Linked DNA regions of Mus musculus: region 1 is linked to region 2. The links are chromatin contacts, called in public promoter capture Hi-C maps. All regions are on one chromosome and are shown on one strand. The core of a region is the stretch at or near the end of the contact, and the rest is flanking DNA. Distances in the headings are between cores, read along the strand shown. Region 1 has its middle 330 kb from the start of Gm5524. Region 2 holds the start of Adgrb3 (adhesion G protein-coupled receptor B3).

What was found. Promoter capture Hi-C pulls out the DNA fragments that hold promoters and counts their contacts.
Region 1: a promoter capture Hi-C map of hippocampal neurons shows a contact between it and region 2, with 9 times the contacts expected there. The contact joins the enhancer-like site here to the promoter of Adgrb3 in region 2. A contact is called at or near these places in 1 of 39 promoter capture datasets (hippocampal neurons), 1 of 484 Hi-C or Micro-C datasets (cerebellum) and 3 of 115 datasets of contacts at active chromatin or transcription factors (astrocytes, embryonic forebrain and forebrain).

The regions. Positions count from the first base shown.
Region 1 is chr1:28,212,950-28,217,755 of GRCm38.p6, reverse strand. No RefSeq gene overlaps it. Among named protein-coding and RNA genes, the nearest start is that of Gm5524, 330 kb to the right of the region's middle. Within about 2 kb of position 3,290, at least 26 of the 459 cell types and tissues checked have an H3K27ac peak or open chromatin away from gene starts, as enhancers often do. A contact at or near this core is called in cerebellum and hippocampal neurons, where this site is marked.
Region 2 is chr1:25,827,178-25,831,847 of GRCm38.p6, reverse strand. Adgrb3 (adhesion G protein-coupled receptor B3) reads left to right here and starts at 2,141. Exons shown (of 31, transcript NM_175642.4): 1 at 2,141-2,386. It overlaps Gm9884 (predicted gene 9884), which reads right to left and starts at 1,418. Exons shown (of 2, transcript NR_169046.1): 1 at 807-1,418; 2 at 278-680.

The DNA of each region.
Region 1 (4,806 bases), core at 2,041-4,540, 2.4 Mb before region 2:
CCTGTATGTGGTGTTTGTTCAGTCCTTGTGCATGACTCATATATTTTAAAACTGCCCCAGGGATATAGCTATGTATTTTATTCCAAAGAAATGTAAGGTAAATTGATTTGTGGAAATCCCTTTGCTCATAGGAAACGTGTTTGTTTGTTCCTTTGTTTGTAAACATCCTTGAATTGTCCATTACATCCCATATTATTTGTCTTGACCACACACTTTTATCTTGCTGTGTTGACAACTCCTGGTAAATTTCTTGTTGTTTCTGTGTATTATTCTTGTGACCCCTCATATCCCATTGTTTGTAATGATTGCCTCATTTTATAGGCATCATTGAAAAGGTATTGAACTGAGTTTCTTGGAAGTAAGGTACAACCACCTTCATTTTAATTTGACCTCAGATGATTTGTGTACCCATTAGTGTTTAAAAGCCAATATCCTACACTTTGTCTAATATTGTGCCAGCTGAGGGATACTCTTGGCTAGGAGGTACTGGCAAGTGTTGTAGGTGATTTTTCCTTTTAAGTTAAGAACTTTTGTGGTCAAGAAACACTTATATTGAAACATTAAGTACTAGACACTATTTAAATCAGAAATCCTTTAGTTTTCAATAATAGGACAGCCATGGATAGATAACTTTTTGGTACTTTTAATTTAACATTTTTGAGATTTTAATATATGCATTCTGTATTTATAACATTTCCACCCTCCTTCTCTCCTCTTTGACTTTACCCCTGCCCCTTCAAATTCATGACCTCTTCTTTTTAAATTATGAATATATATATATATATATAGCCTGCAGAGTATACTTGTAATTGTTCAACTGCCTATGTATATAGGACTGGATGAGCCATCGGGGGGATTATCCCTGTACAAGTCTCATTCTTTCACTATCAGAAGCCATTAATTTTATGCTGCTGCTATTCAAGGGAAGAGGCCTTGTGAGATATCACATCCATTCAGGTTGACATATCAACTTGTGCTGTTAATGTGCATACCTTTTGTTGACCATATACTTGAGGTTTCACTGGGTAGCTTAGGGAGGTGAGGGATGGTTTGCTGCTGCTTTGGCTGGGTGGGCCTTTGGCATGATTTCATATTTCACACAGTGTGTGTGTGTGTGTGTGTGTGTGTGTGTGTGTGTGTGTGTATGTGTGTGTGTGTGTGTGTGTGTGTGTGTGTGTGAGAGAGAGAGAGAGAGAGAGAGAGAGAGAGAGAGAGAGAGAGAGAGAACAGTACAACTGCCTACAGGAAGAATCATCTGAAAAAAAATGTCAGTGAGACCAAGGGGAAGAAAACTGACTAAAGATCACTAATGAAAACTGGCACCAATTGAAATATATATTTTTTGTCTATTCAGCCTGAACTCAGTTATTTTGTATACTGGAGTCATTTTCCTTTTATTGTTATTTATTTTAAAATAGCCAGTATGATTTGATTTCATTGGAAGTCTCATAGTGAGGAAACTAAACAATGTCTTGTATGCCATTTTCCTCTAAACATCATGCCCTGCTAAATATGCATGACAAAATCCTCCTAAACGGGTGAACATCAGCAAACTATAGACCTAAAGAAGAGATAAAAATTAAACCCGAGTATAAAAATGCAGAAAATACAGCATATAGACTTAACATATCCCTACTCTGCTCTGGACATCGAAGATGTAACAGGGAGTAGGTTTGATATCGTCATTATAACTATACCATGACTTTAATTATTGAACGTAAATGGAACAGAAATGATCAAAACTCAATGTTTCTATTACAACACAGAATTAATTTAAAAACTCTCTCTCTCTCTTTGTGTGTGTGTGTGTGTGTGTGTGTGTGTGTGTGTGTGTGTGTGTGTGTGTGTGTTTGTATGGATTTATGTGAAATTTCATACATTATGGAACTGTGATTTAGACTTAGCATTGACTCTAGCCCCTCCAGGAACTCTAGAGTAACTAAAGCAAATCACTGAAGGGACATACAGCAAGAGTTACAGTTGTTAAGACAGGAGGATGCCCAAGTCAATCACACATTAGCACTGAAGGTGTATGCAGGAAGGTAACCACAGACGGGCTGTCCTGTGGCACAAGAACGATTTCCAGACAAAGAGGAAATAAACAACAATATGTCTTATATGGATAATCTTGCTATCCAACTTGCTTTTGGAATCTCCCAACCCTAGACTCTACAGATGGAATTACATTTAGGCTGCCATGCCTACAAAGCAATTTTGTGTGTGCTGTGGTTAGAAAGTCATATCCTCTTTTCTGTGCAACATGTGTTTTAACCATGGAAGTTTTGTACTGAAGGGGCAGGTAGTTGCTGTTCAGGGCTTCATGAGAAAGGGCTTGCTATTAAAAAATAAATTCCAGAGTTTGGTTCTCACACACCCATCACAAAAGTTATGGAAGTCTTGTTTATAGCTGGAAGGTAGTATCTGTAATAGATTCCTGGAGCTCCTTGGTCAGTCATGGAAGCTGAATCAACAAACTCCAGATTCATTGAGAGAATGTCTCAAAAGCTAAGCAGAGAACTAAGAAAATGAATGCTTTTGACATATATAAATTAACTTGCATACACATGGGCATGTGTCCAAATGAACATGCACACACACTCACACACATGCGCACGCACATGCACGCACACACACACACACACACACACACACACACACACACACACACACACACACACTGTGAGGACAGAACATATCAAATTGTCTAAAATATATAGACTGTACATACTCTAGCAACCACTTCTGACTCACAAAAGCTGAGAGCTTCAAAATGAAAATTTAAAGTTATATAAATACATAGGTTTCAATAAGCAGGAACCACTATCATGAAAATGGACTGAAGATGATAAACTGTAGAAAATGTGCTCCAGGCTGAATGCTTTCCACTCTGCAGCAGCTCTGCCAGCTGACTCTAGTGCATGCACGTTAGAAGATGATTCTGGTATTTCCTCCCAGAGTAATGCTACACAAAGGCTAATTCATGGGCTACTTAGTCAAGAGAAGTAAAGGGATAAATCACAAAATCTGGCAATTCAAGGGTGTCTGTTTTACTTCACAAGAATAATGAGAAAATGGTTATACTTATACATACATTTGTTATGTGGTTATAATTTTATTTTTTAAATAATTCATTGTATTTTGTTTTTCAAAAACATAGTCTGTAGTCTCTGACAGTTAAAAAAACAAACAAAAAGATTAATTCTGCACAGAGCACTGCACTAATGTAGAGAGAGCAGCTGGTGCCTGTCTTCCATCTGGAAGGCTGGAGGCTGGCTGGGGCAAAAGCAGGGTAAGGATGGAGGCAGCAGATGGATAGCCTCAGGATTTCTCCTGGGCCAAGCAGAAATAGCAGAGGTAGAGCCAGCCTGAGCAGTTTGAATGTATCCTGACAAGCAAGATGATGGTTCGCCAAGGCAGAAAGATCTCAGTAGAAATGTATCCAGATCCTCCCTGTGCAAAGCTCTACTGTGGATTGGTTACAAAGGGACTACTGCACAGAGCATGACAGTCTGAAGGCAAATGTGCAGGACAGAAAGGAGAGAATCGAATAGGATGTAAATGTTAAGATTCTTCATAACTGATGCTTGATTGTATCATCGCAAAAAAGAAATGCAATACCTCTTTTTCCTTGACATGCTTGAGCAAATCTTAGACACAAATTGGCCACAGATCTTGTTACTTACAGTATAGAAAGTACATTTTGTAGAATATATTCTACCATTAATCAAATATCTTTGACTATATTGGTTCATGTAAAGTTGATAAGACAAACTCGGAACAGTCTTCCCTCAACTGTATGAAACTATACAGATGTTGAACAGCAACTCACAAACGTGATCATTTGTTACTACAGAATTCCAACCTGTTTCCACTTACATTTTGTCATATTGCATTAATAAATTTAAACTGAGCCAACATGAACATAGAAATGTGATTGTTATAACTAAAATAGATTTTTGGCTCTGGATGGATTGTGTATTTACTTTATGTAAAATTTAGCACTCCTACAGTACCTGGAAAAGTAAAAAAATATTTAAGAAGATAATAAGTTTGCTGGTCTGTTAGCACTGTAAAGTAGCAAGAGAATTCTCTAACGTTTTGGAGAAAATAATATCTACATAGGCAACTGTGTGAATCCAAGTTCAGTTAACGATTTGGGTGTTTTTGAAATTAAGTATTTAGTGTCTTTAGTATCTTTAGAGGTATGTTATAATGTTAATATCCAAGTTAGCTGAATGGATACCTAAGTCCATAAATATAAAATTTATATGTCATGTGATATAGCTAATATGGTAGTGAAACATGAACTGAAATGTTGTTTCAGAACTCTAATTTCCATGACATCATCAGCAAGAATTCTATTTATGATATTTTTTTGACTGAGGCAGGGTCTCATGTATTGTAAACTGGTTTCAAATTCCTTCTGTAGCCAAAGAGAGAGGGACTCTTCTAAACTGTACAACTGTGAGTTAGCTGGAAAAAATGTATGTTAATGCCTTATTCTGATCTAACTGTTCTACATGTGCCAATGTTTGCCACAACTACTTGTATAAATAATTTTAGAAGATCGTTAGTGATGGTCTTAATCGGTTTCCTCTGTTTCATAAAAATGAAGTCTGTTTTTGTTAACTACTCTGATAACTAAGAATACAAGCACCTGCCCAAGTCATAAGTATCTGCATCATGTGGTCCAGTCATCAGTATCTACAGCATATGGCCTAGTCGTCAGTATGTAGAATATCTGACCCAGTCTTCAGTATCTGTAGTACATGGCCCAATCATCAGTATCTCCAGTACCTGACACAG
Region 2 (4,670 bases), core at 892-3,391:
ATGCTCACTATATACACAGCGTTTGGGATTTTGCATTTGACATATGAGAGCATTTTCTTTTCACATTCCCCTAAATGAATAAAAGCATTGTAATGAACCAGAAATGACACAAAACCAAAATGCCACCCAGGCTGCTTTCCCTGGTGATTTGTTCCTGGGAACATTGTTGAAGCCTGCTGGAAAGTGATTAACTGTTTCCCTTACCGGTTGTTACTTCAATGCTTGTCCTAAAAGAGAAAAGCCTTGAAGAGGGTCATTCTATTAATATGCAGTAAGATGCAAGGAGCCAAAGAGCCAATTTTAATATTTCAAACAATTCTGGTACATAAAAGATCATCAGTACCTTCCTGTTTTCATGATAGCCTTCCTTTGAAAATCCTGTTCTTGGCTATGCAATTGCCCCAGGGGAGAGGAACAAGAAGAGGAACAAAAAATGCAAATGAGGGAGTAGAGCAAATGATGGAAAATTGCTTCATTCAACTTCACCTGCTGCTCAGGCAACTCACCCTTAGGAGGACTCTGCCCAAATGCATTACCCATTATGTCTCCTCCCACCACATAAGCACACTATTCAAACACTTGTTTTGCAAACCACCAACCGCGTACACAAGTAGAGACCAAACTAGCTGGCGAGTGACCTGCATGTGCATGTGAAGTCTATCTGATGCATCTTCAGACGTCTGTACAAGAGGCAAAATAAACAATAAGTAAATAAAACGGTGGAGTCGTGTAGAAATTTATCTTCCTTATCCCCCTTCTCAACGGACAACAAAGGTAGCTTTTCTTCATTTCTTCCCATCACTTACCCGAACTTCCTACGAGGGGAAACTTGACAAGGAATAAATGCATTAAGAAGCCAGAACGAATCAAAAGTTTAGAACCCGCACTATTGTCCCAACGCCATGCTGAGAGCAGCTCAGGACGCCTGACCTCGGTAGCCTGCTCAGTGGTCCTGGCAAAGCCTCTTTCGTGACAGAACAAATAAGCTGTTAATTGCAGTCTGGCTGTGATTTTAAAAACAAAAAACAAAACAAAACAAAACAAAAAAACTGAACAACTATAGTTCCAGCCTCCAGCCTGAGGCAAAGAGCAGTGGGAGCTGAGTTGTGGCCCCTCAGCTGCAGACTGGATCAAGGCTAAATCCCGGTGCTGAAATGACAGCTCTCCCGCTGCGGCAGGTCCGCTCTGAATGGCAGCAGACAGATGATCGAGTCCAGCGTTTACTTCCTACCCCTCCATGTCGCCTTCCCGTCTCCGCGCCCCCCTGCCTCTCCTCCTGGGGACTTTCTCCTACACTTGGTGGCGACCAGCCTCAGCGGTGGGAACTGAGGATGCGAAAACCTCCCAGGCGCAGAAAAGATCGGTTTTCCAGACGTGTTTGGGTTTGAGTAGCAGGGCGCGGGCTCGGCTAGAGCCCCGAGGAGCCCGCGCCCGCCCGCCCGCCCGCCCGCCTCGCTCCCGCGCCCGTCCTCCCTCCCGCCCGCTCGCCCGCTCGCCCGCTCGCCCGCCCGCCAGCTCGCCCGCCGCGGGGGAGGCCGGACTCTGGTCCGGGCGCAGCGCTCCGCCGGGGACGCGCGCACCCACGAGCACGCGCGCGGGAGGGTTGCCCAGCGGCGGGTGCGCGCCGAGGAACGCGCGGGCCCCCTTCGCGCGCAGCCCGGGGAGAGCGAGCGCCGCGCGCCGGCGCGCACGCCCGCCACACAGCTTTACTATCTCGTGCCCTCGCGCGCCTCCCTCCTCGCCCGGCATTCAAACAGCTTCCCGACGTCGCCAGCCCAGGATTTTACCCCCAGCTCCTCAGCCGCGCTCCGTCCATCAGTACCTGGCAGGGAGGAGGGCCGGGGAGGAGGGCGCACCAAGCAAGCAAACGGCTCCTGCTCCAGCCTCGCCACCGGCCGGGAGCACTCCTGCCACCAGCCCACCGCCCAACACGCCGCCCCAGCCAGCGCCGCCGGCCACTTCTCAGCGCTTTTTTGGCTTCTTGGCCAATCCGTTTGTTGCGGGGGGGTGGGTTTGGGAAAACACATCTGCGCTCTTTATCCACTTCCATTTTTCTGTTTGGTGTTTCTGTGGAGTCTCCCTTCAGGGGGCCTCTCCCCGCCTCTCCTTTGAAGGCTTCATTCACTTGGATAAGGCGCAAGGCTCTGGCCGCTGGATACCACCGCCCCCCCCCCTATTATTTTTTTTTCCTTTTTTTCCCTCTGCCTTTCGTTTGCATGCATTATTTTTTTTCCAATCATAAATCTTAATATTTGAAGCTGAACCGGGGGGAAAAATGGGCAACGGTGATTGGGACCGAAGGGGAGTCTCTCCATCACTGTTGTTGGGACGTGTGCCTGTTCTGGTGTCTTAGATCAAGAGCCTCCCGGAGCTTTCGGAGTGGAAGGTAAGGAAAGGGGCCTAAGGGTCACCTCTGTCTTCTGGGGGGTCGCCCGGAGAGACTTGGGCTCAGTTTGGGGGGATGGAAGTCAAGGCTGTTGCTGGCGGATGGCAAGATTCTGAGCTTACTAAAACGCCGCAGTTGAAAAGTTAAGAGAAGTCTGTTTTTGAAGAGGTGTGCTGGATGGGAAGGAATAGGGAGAGAGACCCAGAAAATCTAGCAACTCGTGCGTGATTGAGGTAATTTTAGCGGGGGCGGAGGGGGGTAGGTTAAAAGGAAGTTAGGATAGAGTAGGATTGGGTCTTCTGTTGGGGGAAAAAATCAGTGGAGTGATGGCGCCGTCTATGTTCGGCTAAACTAAAGTGTCACCCAGAAGATCAGTTTGAGAATAGCTAAACTCAGTGCTGGTTTGCCTCTCAGAAAGAGCCAAATAAATAAATAAATAAATACAACATTCTGGAGCCCTCAGTGACCATCCCTTAGGCAACCTCTGGCCCTTATTTTTCCTTAGACAGATATACGGTTGTTTGAACAGGGCCTGCAGTGGGGGTGGGGGCAGTTCAATGATTCATATTTCTTATTATATAGAAACAAACAAGACTTCGTACCCCAAGAATGGTTAAAAATAAAGAGCGTTACATGAAGGGTGGAAGAGAGATGTGAAATCAGCTCTTCCCTTCTCTTCTAATCACTGATAAGCACACTATTGCAGACATCCACTGCCAAATAAATGGAAGCAGAAATACCGATTTTTTTTTTAATAAGGAAAAGAAATACGACCTCCTTTTGAGTTCCTGATTATAAAATGAAGCCCCCTTTCATGGTTGGAATTCCTAATTTAGACACTTACTGTCACATCGGCTTTCAACGCCTACACTCTATCCTGAAGAACACTGCGCAGACCTGCATTGCCTGCAAAGTGCTACAGCGTGCACACACACACACACACACACACACACACACACGAGACTGTTCCCATTTTTTTTAAACACACGTAACCTCTAAAATATCATTACCTTTATTTATTTATTTATTTACTTATTTTCAACTGGAAAAGGCATTACTCAGTGAGCTGTGTGTTTGGAAGAGAAAACGCTATTCTGATAGTCCTATCAGCTCTGGGTTTATTTTAAACTGCTGTTGTGTAGAGATTTACAGTTGGGGCTGTTTTGGCCTCTGTCAAGACATAGTGTTTGAATCATACTCTGTGAAATGCAGATCTGTTCAGGGACTTTGGTCACTGGATTGGGAGTGCATGTGTTGCTGTGTTATGCAATGGCAAAGAAGAAGGTTGTATGCTTTAGTTCAAAGACCAGACAGAGAAGGCATGAAAACTCTTAACAGTCTCTATGTCTGTCTGTCTGTCTGTCTCTGTGTATAGAATGGTGGAGGAGACTTCAGTTTAAAGCCTTTTAAAATGAACTTGATATCACTTTTATCAGCTTAAGGGCTGAACAGCAACAACAAAAACAAAAAGCATTGTCATTCATTCTGAGGAATAACTTTCTAAAGGTTAAAGATGAAAAAAATTAAGTTATATTGGGATTAATAAGTTATAGAGGTAAATATAATCAAGGATGCTTTGGTTGTGCAAAGCTGGGGCAAAAATCAATGTAAGAAGAACAACCTGGAACACTTGTTAGAAAGGCAGGAATTCGGCCACTGAAGTCGGCCAGGGAGCAAACACAATGCTAGGATTTTTCATGCACTATGTGTAAATCCCAATTTATAAGCTATGACTCTTACTAAAACCACCATAATTTGGAGAAACATAGCCTAGGCAAGCTCAGTGGCTGCAGTTCTGGGGTCCCCCACCCCCAACACTGCCTTTGGATACAGATACTAATACAGCGATCCACTTTATGCATCCCAGGAGGGCACGGCCTATGAAATGACTGCCTGGAATCTCACACTTAGTGGTGATGCCGAGCATCAGGTCTTTCCGGTCCATCTACCCATCTATGCCCTCTCCCAGATGATTCCTTCAAAATCTGACGCGTCCCCACGAATTCCCAAGTGGTTTTTTTTTTTTGCACAGGAATGTCTCACCAGTTCACACAGTGGCCCCTGCAAAGGCAAGTAGGGGCATTGGGGAGATGATATTCCATCTGGAAGGAATGATCGTCTTTGCTTTTAAAGCTGTGGCTGTAATTTACCACGATTACTTCTCACAGTCCACAGGAAAGGAATAATGCGATGACAGCTGCTTCCAGATTATCAGGTTAGATTTCGTGTGTTGCTGTTTACTGCAGGCAGAAGACTGAGGGAGAGGGAAGGTTCTGGAGTTTAA